2 separate regions of the Danio rerio genome follow, and region 2 is linked to region 1. The links are chromatin contacts, called in public Hi-C maps. All regions are on one chromosome and are shown on one strand. Each heading gives the region's core, a stretch centred on a gene start, on an enhancer-like site or on the middle of the called end of the contact. The rest is flanking DNA. Distances are from core to core; before and after follow the strand shown.

Region 1 (6,742 bases), core at 1,720-4,219:
ATCAGCAGTTTCTGAAATACTCAGACCAGCCCGTCAGACACCAACAACCATGCCACGTTCAAAGTCACTTAAATCACCTTTCTTCCCCATTCTGATGCTCGGTTTGCACTGCAGCAGATCGTCTTGACCTTGTCTACATGCCTAAATGCATTGAGTTGATGCCATGTGATGGGCTGATTAGAAATTTGCCTTAATGAGCAGTTGGACAGGTGTACCTAATAAAGTGGCCGATGAGTGTACACGACATTGAAGTTCATATATGTACTATATTTGTTCTGATTATTCTCACTTGTGTTTTAGAAGCCTTATATAAGCCCCTGTGATTCTTCTATTCCTTGTTAAGTCTTGCATTTGCATTATATTTTATTGGTGTGCTCAAGCAGTGCATTGACATCTGTCATTTACCCTTTTGCAAACTTAAAACTGATGTAAAAAATGTAAGTGGAAATGTTACACCTTTACTCAAGTAAATTCTTACATCAAATCAAATTTAAATTGATCACCTTTAATAATCATATTTTCTAATGTAAACATGTTTCTGTAGCCGTAATGTTCTCCTTTGCATATTATAATTGCCTTACACAATCACATTTGTACTGCTGCCCGAATAGGATTTTGGATTGGGCAACACAATATGCCACGCTTAGTCTGTCCAGACAAATCTCAGTCATACCGGCCACGTGTACAGGCCATCTGGGGAACATTTTTTCCATAAACAGGTATTTAGATGAGCATTAGATGTACATTCATAATTGGTAATAATAATAATAATAACAATTACTAGTATTTTTATTGTTGTTGTTTTAATAATAACAATAATGCTGATAATAATAATGATAATGATAATAATAATAATACTTATAATAATAATAATAATAATAATTATTATTATTATTATTAGTAGTAGTAGTAGTAGTAGTAGTATTGTTATTATCCTGAACACCAGATAGTCATAATTTTTTAAGTTTTACAATTTTAAAACAGTCCTTGAAGCCAGATATTATTATTACTGTCGTTATTATTATTATTAATAATAATACTAAACATGTAATGTGGGAAGGGGGGAGTGAGGACGATTCTAAGGGCCCATAAATTTCGGGGGCCCGCACAGACATTATCAAAGGCCTGCGCATAGTGCATATTGAAGCTTCAAAAACACAAACAAAGCTTGATATCAGATGTCTAGGATAGAAGATTCTGAATAATATGACTTTCTGGTTTATTTATAAATTGTTTTCCTTTACATAGTTCCTAATTCGCAGATAGCGAAAGAAATGAGACTGCGGGAGAGGAAGGAAACCTTTTTAACCTTATTTTTGATTAAAATTTTTTGGGTAAAGACCACACAATCTCCTTAAGAATATCATGAAATAAATTATTCCAGTCAAATTTGACATGAGGAATAAAGATGCCGAATCTATTTCTGAGAGAAAGCATGAAACAATTTTTTCCTATCACTGTTTCACAAGCATTAATCAAAGAAGTGAACAGGAGTACAGAATCAAGAGAGTTTTTTTTTTTTAAATTGCAATAGCTCCACTGGAAATTGTCCATCACTGGCAAACTCTCGTGATTTTACAGGAATACATACAGAAAATATTGGAAAGAAATGGTGTATGTAAACGTCAAACATTTACAAACTTTAAAAAATGTTTTTCCTTTATAAAACTGCTTGTAAATCAGGTTATTGGAAAAATAACCTGTCATTTAGCAGCGCACAGAATTTTAATTTTATTTTTTTTATTAACAATGCTTGAACAGTAACAGAAAGGCATTAATACTTTTTAGAGTTACATAAAAGACTGAGATAACAATCAAATTGCATACATTCACAATCTTTCCATCCTCTTTAATGATACGACATATATAAATAAATAAAATAACAAAAATTAACAAACAAAAAAATGCTAAAGAAAATTAAGTAGCAGGGGAGTTAAAGTTCTTAAAATATGAAACCAAAATCATCCAATGATGAATATAAATATCTTGCTTTTTGGCTTTTCATCTCTCTTAATGTCTTTAAATACATAACAAATTCTTCTTTAAACACCACTAGTCTTGGGGGAATAAAAAAATGCATGTATGAATATGGAATTTTAATAATAACATCAAATTATTTATTATATAAGATATCTCTTTATACTTAAGTATTAGGCCAACTTTAATAATTTCCCATGAGAAGACAATCTCATAGATATTTTCTGTTTTATCCAAACTAAAACTTCATCCCAAAATCTTTTAACCTCATCACATTGGAAAAACATTCTGTTGTTTCTGTATCTACATTACAAAACTGGCGTAAATTTGAGTCACCAATATTAAATTTTAACCGTAGAAATTCTTTTGCAGGATAAATGTGATTCATAATTTTAAAGTGCACTTCTTTACATTTAGGATTAACAGGATATGAAAGGATTTTTTTAATAATATCATAAATAATTTTCCTATCATAACGTGACAAAATATAAGCTCTCTTTACAGGTCCTGGAAAGTTTGTAGCGCTAAGAATTCTTGCAAAGCTCTGGAACATTCAGCATTACTTTTCTCAACAACTTTAGCTCTCGTTTCACCAATAATAAACGGCTGATCCAATCAGTGACGAGAGCGCTGCTTCTTCTGTTGACAAATGTAACGTAACACTTTTCAGTCCTTCCACTCGTATGTCACTTTTAGCCGGGTTGCCATGCGCAACGCATCGATTCAAAATTTCATTTTCTAGAATTTTCTGGAGACTTTGATTCACAGTTTGATTCATTATTAAAGATATTATATTGTATTAGTGATTAATTACTTAGTTTAATTATAAACAGGGTAAGGACGTGTTTGTAAGAATGTTAATCTGTTTAAATTATTTCAGAACGTCAAACTTCACTAGTCAAAAACTTTACTTTTCATGAGGTAATAATTCAACAACTGGCAACCCATCTCTCTGCAACATTGATAATAGGCAGAGAGGCGGGGCTTCGCTAGTGTCTTGGTAGATTCTGGAACATCATCCCCACGCTATGGAGAAAGTAAGTAACTTGTATTGAACAGCTTATTTTAAACATTCTGAAAAATAGTTTTCGTGCATTACCTATGAAACCTATTCAAAGAGTGTTTCATATTTGCTCGTTTTATAGGCAGACGCATTGTAGCTCGTTTTAAACCGTATCAATGATAGTAAGAGCTAGTTTGCTAACAACGCGTTAGCATTTGAGTCTGACACGCTGTGCTTTAACCTGCAATCTGTGCGAACGATTCTTCTGCAACAGTTATCTTGAAGATGGTGAGCATTATTTGTACAGATGTTGATGTTTGTGAATTAAGTGTTTATACGACTGCTCGGTCACCTCCCATCAGTTAGCAAGTTAGCATAAGCTCATGTCAGGTCTAGAGACTTCTGTGTGTGTGTGTGAATGGCTGAACATCATTTCATTCAAGCCAGTCTTGCTGTTCAAAACTAAGCTGATGCATTTGTTATCTTTTTTCTTTAGACCATTTTGAGGGATGTAAACGAAAACAATGGTTCCGACGTATTTCCTGTTTTGCATGTTTTAATTACTATAGCTTTTGAGTATCCAAAAAAGAGCCACATACTGATAAATTATGTTATGATATCTGTTTTAACATGAAGTTATGATTGAATTATCTCTAGTTAGAGTTATGAAATAGTTTGATAACAAGCAGGAAATGTTCATGGGCCAATGACATGACCACATTGAAATGGTCTATTCAGTTAATATTATGTGCAACTGCATTAAAAGGTTTATTGTACATTTATAGCTTAGGATAGTACGCAAACGTCCTCTTTATACTGTATGTTTTCACATTTTTCTTTTCAGTGTGATTTTACAGTTATCATGGATCGTTATTAAGTCATTTAACAACATCTATTGAGCTTTGATTTCATAAGCAGTAATGTGTGTTTCTTAAAAGTGCATGTGTTTGAATGCAAGCTGTGACTCTATGGGACATCAGCTGTCAGTGACGATTATTTCTGGTCTCCACAGCAGATGCTGCTTTCTATTCCAGCAGTTCACTATTTTCAAGAAATCCTGTTTAACACCAGTTGTCAGTCAAACAAAGCTTAATCACCTAAAAGGAAAAACAAATAAATGATCTAGTAGTTAAAGAGCACTTATTACGGCCCTTTTTACAAGATTTTAAAAAATGAAGTCTCTAGAGCAGAGGTGCCCAAACTTTTTCGTATGAAGGGCCAAAAACCAAATATCATTAAGAGCTGTGGGCCGAAGGTATGCATGGGACGATTACCATTTTCAAGGTATACCATGTTTGTAAAAGCTAAGGTTTTAAAACCGTCAACATGTTCTTCAATACCGTTCATAAGTTATGTGTAAGATTTTTTTACTTAATTATTTTTTGTTTTTTTTTAGGACGACACATTCTAAGAAAAAAGGTATGCGAGCTGTCACTGGTGTAGTACCTTTTTTAATTAGTACCTAAAAGGTTCATATTAATACTTCAAGGGTACATATTAGTACCTTAAAAGTACAAAAGTGTTCCTCTTAAAATATTTAGGTACTTTTATTTATATATATATATATATATATATATATATATATATATATATATATATATATATATAAATAAATATATAAATAAATAAATAAATAAACTTTTGAGGTACCAAAGGTACCACCCCAGTGACAGCTCGTGTAGCTATATGTCTGAGTGCAGTATCTCCAGCCGAAATTTTAAATTGTAAAAAAAAATCTGTTTTTGAAACAAATGAAGACAGCAGAAGTCAATGATTTGTTAAGCCTGACACGTTTACTGTTCCAAAATATTTTAAAAGATTCTCAAAATAGAATATATAGTGTTCAAAAGAGAAAAAAGTTTTTCCTTTTTTTATCCAGACATTTAAAAAGAATATATTTTAGAGCAGTAATCAAAATATCGTGAAAAGGTGATATTTTTATCCAAGGTTATTATACTGCCAGAATCTTATATCGGCCCATGCCTAGCTGAAGGTAAATAATATACCAAACTATATTACATTAAAGTGCTGCACAGATAGTTGTCCTTCTGTAGGGTTCTCCTCTCTCCACAAAAAAAAAATGCTGGAGCTCAGACTGAGTGACCATCCGGTTATCGATCACCTCTTCTTCTCCTCTGATCACTTAGCTTAAATGGCCGGCCAGCTCTAGTCCTGGTGGTTCTAAACATCTTCCACTTACAGATGATATAGCCCGCTGTGCTCATTGGAACTTGCAGAGCAGCAGAAATTTTTCTGTAACCTTCCCCAGCCTTGTGCCTCGGCAATCCTGTCTCGGACAGACAATACCTTTGTCTTCATGCTTGGTTTGTGCTTTGACATGCACTGTCAACACTGGGACCTTGTATAGACGGGTGTATGCCTTTTCAAATCATGTCCAATAAACTGAATTGACCACTGCCTAAACATCAAGAATGATCAGTGGATTTTAGAGCTTGACAGTAAAGGCTGTGAATACTTGTGTACATGTGATTTTTTTTTTTCAGGTTTTTTTATTTTTAATAATTTTGCAACATTTTCCAAAAGCTTTTTTTTCACATTGTTGTTATAGGCTATTTTGTGTAGAATTATAAGAAAATAAATGAATTTAGTCCATTTTCGAATAAGACTATAACATAAATAATGTGGAAAAAGTGAAGCGCTATGAATACTTTCCGGATGCACTGTTTGTGTTTTAAGTCCACAAGTTGATTATTGGCCTAGTCTCAGCAACTTCCAGTTTTCTCTTGACAAAAATGAAATGTGTGTGTTTTTGAATCTCTCTTTCTCCATAGGTATCGCAACTGAAGGATCAAGGAAACAAGGCGCTGAGCGCAGGAAACCTTGAAGAGGCGATTCGGTGCTACACAGAGGCTCTGACCTTAGACCCCTCCAATCATGTCCTCTTCAGTAACCGATCTGCAGCTTATGCCAAGAAGGGTGATTACGACAATGCCCTGAAAGATGCCTGCCAAACTATAAAGATCAAGCCAGACTGGGGCAAGGTGGGGTTTGTAATTGCTGCTATTGTCTCTCTTTTCCTGATATCTCCTCTGTTACAGTCAGCTGATTTCCAAAATGTGGTCAAATTGACACTTGGCAAAGACTTATGCCCTTCCATTGTCAATTTCTTTTTTTTAAATGGAGCTTACTAGCTATTATTAAAAAAAGAAAAAAAAATTGTAAACAAGAAAATGTAAGGACAAGGACTATGGGAAAATTAATATTTTCTGGAAAATATGTGTTGAATCCAGACAGGAAAATCAAATAAATTTGAAGGACATAATCGGAATGAAAGAAGGGGTTCCAAATGAAGATTAAAGTTCTAGCCTACAGATTAGAGTTAATACAACGTATCACATCAGATGGTGAATGATAGCAGATATCAACTATGCCTGACACATTTAGAAATTTCTGGATTTATAGCATCTGTTTATGTGACACTTTAACTGGGGTTGATTTGTATTTTGGGATAACAGCAGTAAGACTTCTGTGTGTATTCAAAATAACAAAACATTATTGTGATTCATAAAGTAAACAAACAACAACCAAAAAAAGCATGAGTTCTTGAATTTTGTTTATTCACTCTCCGGGTCTGCATTAAAAGTCTTATAGGAGCCCCTTCTTACTCTTTTTAATGTTCAAGTCCCCCAGTGCTAATCTGCTATTTCCTTATATATATATATATATTGCAAGAATAGACAAAACAGCTATCTTTGTTTCCTGAGCCATAATCTTCATTATTCCTTTAAGGGTTACTCAAGA
Region 2 (6,742 bases), core at 1,780-4,279, 360 kb before region 1:
CACCTGTGAATCGATTCAGTTGTTCCGAAACAGATTACAATTGTTACATTGTTGCTCTTTGCTCTTGGAGCGGTTCGCTTTCACACTGCAAAGTTTCTAATCGGACCAAAAGAGCTAAAACAAGTCACGTGCGAGTAAACTCTCCTTACATTGGTCAGAGTTTCAGGGTTTATTTTGCAGCGTCCCGCTCAGCTGTCAGGAGAGATGGTGGTTTGGTGGTGATTGACAGGGTACGCGCGTGACGTGTCTGAGGAGAGATGCGGTGGGGAGGGGTGAGAAGGGTGCGCGACGATGCCTATTTGAGGACCGGGAGGGAGACGTGAGATTACCGGGAGATCACCACTCGTTTGCGGGCATCCGGAGACTCGCGAAACTTCCCGCCCTACTCATAATTCTCTCTTCATATAGCCGTAAGCCTATTACATATCCATAAAACACTGTGATATAACCGCGCTCGGATCGCTTTCTCACTACAATCGAACCGCTCCAGGGTTCGTTTCAATCGAGCCGAGACCACCTCATTCAAGCGATCTCGGAGCGATTACTTTGGCGCGGGACAGAGCGCGATTGACCTGTTCACATATGCCAATCGAATCGCGCTAACTGGGCAAACGAGACACGTTCCGAAACAAAAGTGTAGGTGTGAAAGCACCCTAAGAGACGCGTCAGTCAAGACAGCCCCACAATATCCAATGATCTAAGATACACTTGGTGAACGTTTTCTTGTAAAATTGTTTGTTTTACATACATATTATGTATAATAACAAATCAGTTGTTTGATTATTGACGTATATATATGTAATTTGTTTGTGATGCGTGTCTCAATCAGGATCTCAATAAATATGGGCTGTTGTTATTGTTCTTACACAGGTTCGACCAGCAGGTGTCGCCAGCGTGTAGTGTTTCAGATATGATTTTTACTTTTTTGTCCCCTGATTGAAACACAAAATCTAATTGTAATGCTTTTTGTCCACAGTTATTAATTACAGTTACTATAATACCATTACAATTGGTGCTGTATATTTTTGTGGAAACCAAGATATAGGCCTACACATTTCAGGATGATTTGTTTAAAAGACTACTACTTTTGATGCACTGATACAGTTTTCTGCTTAAATGAGATATTACAATGATTTCATTATTGATCATATTGTTTATTAAAATAGTATGTATTCAATTAGGAGTTCGTTTACATTGTAATAGTTTCCAATGTTTGTACTTGAGGCCAGTTTATGATCAAATAGATTTATTTTTTTTGTGTGCGAAAAGACTTTTTAAGGGGTGAGGCGCAGTAGGTAGTGCTGTCGCCTCACAGCAAGAAGGTCGCTTGTTCGAAACTCGGCTCAGTTGGCGTTTCTGTGTGGAGTTTGCATGTTCTCCCTCCCTTCGCATGGGTTTCCTCCGGGTGCTCCGGTTTCCCCCACAGTCCAAAGACATGCGGTAACAGGTGAATTGGGTTCATTTCGCTGTGGCGACCCCGGATTAATAAAGGGACTAAACCGACAAGAAAATGAATGAATGAATGAATGAATGAAGACTTTTTAAACAGGAAACTGTGTACATGGGCCATTCTATTCTTCAACTACGGGCACTTTTAGCCTTGTGAAGTTGAGTAAAAAAAACGTGTTCAAAATTATTGTGACATAACCTCATAAGTTTAAACAGTTTGTCTAGTTTTAAGAACTGTAGGAGGACAAACTTGGATAAAAAGAGAAACATGTTTCCATCGTGAACTGAACAAATGTCAATTCCACCACATCTCATTATATACAGCTTTTTTAAAAATGAAATAAATGATGGCCGTCAAACATTGTCTAAGATAATTTTTGTATCTAGTTTAACCAATCTTTCCACAATATATAGCTATATAATATTAATTATACATTTGTCAATGAAATAAATTAGTTGTATGCTGAGCTGTACACCTGTCACACTCTAAAATTTTATATTAATTCGGTTAAGAGCTTATTAGAAAATAAATAAACTGAATTTGTAAATTAAATAGAGCAGGAACTCATACTTTGTGAATACACTTTTAATGTGTGATGAGAACTTTTTAAATATTTTTTTAAATGTGTGTGGTGATGGAAATGACAGTGGTGGAAATGACATGTCTACAGTTTATTGTGAAAAAAATGAAAGATATAGCTTCACCGATTCGCTTTGAATTGAGACTAGCCTTTCATGTCTACAAAACACTCTTATTTAGTTTGGTTTTTAAAAAACATCTTTGAAGGTAAAACATGTTCGGAAATGACACAGAATAAATGTATTTCCTTATCAAGCAATTTTTACCTTGAATATTTTTCAATTATTGTTGATGAAAATGTAAATTCCCGCCATTTTGAAGATGTTCTCAGATGTCACTATTAATTTTCAGAGAAACCACCTAAATAATCTCAAACAAACTTTGTAAAGCGACATTACAGTGTTGAGCTGGAAATGACACTGATACTGTGACACAGCTATGTTTTGTTCACAAAATAATATTGATAATAGTCTCACATTAATAACCATTAAATATTTAACTTATTTCACTAGTGCTTCATTAAGATACATTAATAGACACCAGATAAATAATCTTTTAAAATGTTATATTCATTGTTGAAGTTTTTTTGACATCTAAAAGGAGGTTGAATAAAATGAAAAATATATGATAGAAAGGTAGTCAATATTTTTCTGTAGGTTTTATTGTTAGTTTGACAAAGAAAGAGAAATTTGAACAAAATTATAAATATTTTTGGATATATGATGAAAGGACAAAAGTACCCGTGGTTTAAGAATTACCCACATATGTTTGAAAACACAACAACGTTATCATAAAGGTACATAACCGAGTGAACTCGCCTATTACTTTCAAAATATAGCAATGTATAGTCAAGCACTACTTATTATATAATTGTGTTATTTTACACTGTTTAAAAATAAAGGGAACACTTAAACAACATAATGTAACTCCAAGTGTTTCCTTTATTATTTTGAAAAGTAATGTTATATATTATATGTATAGCGTCCTCCAGAGGATACCAAGTTTAACTCACCGGATGTTGCGTTAGCTCCACCCCGCGTCCGCCATGTTTGTTGCTACAATGTGAAGGCGGGCGAATTTAAAAAGTAGAGTCGATTGATGTTTACCTAAAGACACTGAATTTTAGCTGTTTGTTGGTTATTAATCCTTATAACAAAGCGTAAACGAAGCAAAGTCACAGTTCTGATTGCATACGTGCTGCGATCGTCGCGTTGTAAATTTCATGCGTGTTTATTGTGTTAGCTCACTAGCTAGCAGCTGTCTGTTTTGTATTGTGGATCGGTGACGTTTTGCAAGATGAGCACCAAAACACCACGATTAACATCGAGGAAAAGCAGCGATCAAATCATAAGTGAGTGTTATTAATGTGAACATAACACTTTTGTTTGTTACAGAGTGTAATCTGCAGTTACCGTATTCTAGTATAAAGTTAATAATGAATGTGAATGAACGCTTTATAATGCTAGTGTGATCCGTTTACTGTGTTTTCTATACACAAATGGTTCATTATCCTTTATTTGTTTTAATTTTAATTTGTAAATTTTTACATAGAGTCAAATGGAAAGAGTCCAGCACGAAGGAGGTCCAGCAGATTGTCTGCAAATGATGAGAATCTGCCATCTAAAGTGGTGGTGAGTTTACTAGAAATTCATTAATGAAACATTGATACATCAGGTGTTCACGTCTATATGTGTTAAAATAGATGTTAAAATAAAAACTGGTTGTTGTGAGTTGACAGTGAGGTTGTTTTGCACATCAAGCATTTAAATTAGTTGCTACCTTGTTAATTTTGCTCTCTGTTAAATCTGTTGTAACGTTACTAAATAATCTAAAATAGCATGTCAGTTTGGCTTGCACGCCGCCGGACAAGCACTAGTCGCTTTTAACACATGAGAGACGGTTCTTTTGCTGTGCTTGTGTTTAAGGAGGCATGGCTCTAGACGGCAGGGGAGGGACTGTCATTCAGAGATTTATGCTAAGCTGTTAGCATTGTGAAAGATCACCTACTGGACTTTTAATACATCATACAAAAGTAAAACCCAGGTTAATTGATGTACAATATAATAATAATATTACTTTCATTAAAGCCTCCTCCAGTGGCCATGAAGCGGTCGATCACTGTGCGGAAAATTGCACCCAGGAAAACCCAGGTAATTTAACCAATTTAATGCTCATGTTATTGATTAAGACCTTAAAGGGACAGTTCACCCAAAAATGAAAATTCTTCTATCGTTTACTCAGCCTTCACGTATTCATTTTGTGAAAGGTTGACGGAAGAATGCTGGTTGATTCCACCTATTGACTTCCATAATTTTATTCTCCTACTATGGAAGTCGATCAGTCCCAGCAATCAGCATTCTTCAAAATATCTTCTTTTGTGTTCAACAGAAGAAAGAAACTTAAATGGGTGTGAAACCATTTGAGGGATATTAAATGATGAAGTAATGAACTATCCCTTTAACACAAACTCATGTGTCTCTGTGTGTGGTGTTGTCTACTGTCTTATTTTTATCTATGGTATGCTATTGAGTGACTGGATTTCCTTCAGAATTGATAAAATACCTAACTAATGATTTAAATAAATAATAATGATCATAAATCTCCTTCTAGGCCTTGTCTAACAGTAACAAGGAGAACGTGGAGAGAATATCTGAAGTGTCAACAAAGCGCTCCAAAGTCTTGACATCTTCGCCGGCCATATCAGCAGAGCCCAAGACATCTGTCCTGTCTCCAATCCTCCCGTCTTCATCTCCTCCTCCTCAGCCCACAGAATCAGAACAGGACTCTGTTTGGTCCAAGAAAGTGCGACGCTCCTACAGTCGCCTCAGTATGGGGGACAAATCCTTCGAAAGTCCCAGACCTGCCCGTTCCTCTTCTCCAAACAACAGAGAGTCCCTGTTTGGCTTCGAGCGTCTTCAGACCCCAGAGGTGATGAAGAAGACTGAAGGGTCTCGAAGCGCTCCTCTGGGCTTCATGTCCCTCTCTATGGGTTCTTTTAACCTCTCTGCTGCTGATGAAAGCGCTTCTAACCCTCCAGAGGTTGATCCGAACATCCCTGGTGTGTGTCTGGGGAAAAAGACCACCAGGAGGAAGCGCGTTCAACAGATAAAGGTGAGAGCGAGTTGGGGAAAATGAAACATGACTATTATACAAGATTTTTTCTGACATGAAATCAAAAAATAAAAGGTATTTGTGACTAGGGTCGCTAAATTTTGGGTGTTTTCAAGGCTGAAAACTTCCCATGGGAATATAAAGTTGAAGTCAAAATTATTAGCCCTGAATTTTTATTTTATTTTTATTTTTTCTAATATTTCCTAAATGATATTTAACAGAGCAAGGAATTTTTTACAGTATTTCCGCTAATATTTTTTCTTCCTGAGAAAGTCTTATTTGTTTTATTTCGGCTACAATAAAAGCAGTTTTAAATAAAAAAAAAACTTTTTAAGGTTAATATTATTACTCCCCTTAAGCAATATTTGTTTTTACATTTGCAATATTTGGTTTTAGCATTACAGGGCTCAAAATTGCAACCGTTTTGGTTGCATACGCGCCGGATATTTTTATTCATGCGACCTTAAAATATATTTAGGAGCATTTGTGCGAGTGCATAAAAGTGTTGCCATGCATGCGACTAGTTTTCACTGCAGATTCAATAATAATAATAATACATTTTATCTAAAGGCGCCTTTCTAGCAACTCAAGGACACTGTACAATCAACAAAAGCAATAAAACAACGGGAGAAAAAAATAAAATATACACAACAATAGTGCAGATAAAATGAAGTATTGAAAGCCATCTTAAATGAGTGGTTTTTGAGTCTTGATTTAAATAGTGTGAGGGAGTCAATGTTTCTGATGGCAGGTGGTAGTGAGTTCCAAAGCCGCGGAGCAGAGCGGCTAAATGCTCTGTTGCCCATAGTTGAAAGACGAGAAGGGGGAACAGACAAGTGGAGGGAGGAAGAAGATTGCAGAGTGCGAGAAGGAACATAAATGTGGATGAGGGCAGACAAATATGGAGGAGCGAGATTGTGGATGGCTTTGAATGTTAACATCGAGATTTTAAAGTCAATTCGAAAATGAACAGGTAACTAATGAAGCTGCTGCAGGACAGGGGTGATGTGATGAGAAGAAGGGGTTCTGGTGATGATCCGGGCAGCTGAGTTCTGGACCAACTGAAGCCTACAGAGGAATTTATGAGAGAGACCAAAGAGAAGAGAGTTGCAGTAATCTAAACGAGATGTGACAAGGCTATGAACGAGAACAGCAGTGGCATGAGGGGTAAGAGAAGGGCGGAGATGGTTAATGTTGCGTAGGTGGAAGTAAGCATACCGGGTGATGTTATTGATGTGAGAATCAAAAGATAGGCTGCTGTCAAGGATGACACCCAGACTCTTAACCTGTTTAGAGGGATAAATGGAACAGTCGTCAATTTGAAGAAAAGCTGTCAGTTTTGGAAAGTGATTATTTGGTACCAACAAGCAAAACCTCAGTTTTTGAACTATTTAGTTTGAGGAAGTTAAGAGGAAGCCAGGACTTGAATTCTGCTAAGCAGACTGTGAGGGATGTAGGTGGAAAACAAGAAGAGGGTTTGCCAGAGAGATAAAGCTGGGTGTCATCCGCATACAACGCTGTATGTTATGCTTACTGAGAATATTACCAAGTGGAAGGAGATTGATTATAAAAAGTAGGGGCCCCAGGACTGAGCTCTGGGGA

Evidence for each region. A called contact is a pair of places that touch in the nucleus more often than the background predicts.
Region 2: a contact with region 1 is called in a Hi-C map of hematopoietic stem cells, with 6 times the contacts expected there. The contact joins the promoter of cdca5 here to the promoter of stip1 in region 1. A contact is called at or near these places in 7 of 18 Hi-C or Micro-C datasets (caudal fin, embryo, fibroblasts and 2 more) and 2 of 4 datasets of contacts at active chromatin or transcription factors (caudal fin and embryo).

The regions. Positions count from the first base shown.
Region 1 is chr5:72,820,669-72,827,410 of GRCz12tu, reverse strand. stip1 (stress-induced phosphoprotein 1) reads left to right here and starts at 2,969. Exons shown (of 14, transcript NM_001007766.2): 1 at 2,969-3,014; 2 at 5,773-5,982; 3 at 6,731-6,742. The coding sequence starts at 3,006.
Region 2 is chr5:73,184,567-73,191,308 of GRCz12tu, reverse strand. cdca5 (cell division cycle associated 5) reads left to right here and starts at 3,029. Exons shown (of 5, transcript NM_001100947.1): 1 at 3,029-3,380; 2 at 3,581-3,660; 3 at 4,117-4,179; 4 at 4,640-5,140. The coding sequence starts at 3,326.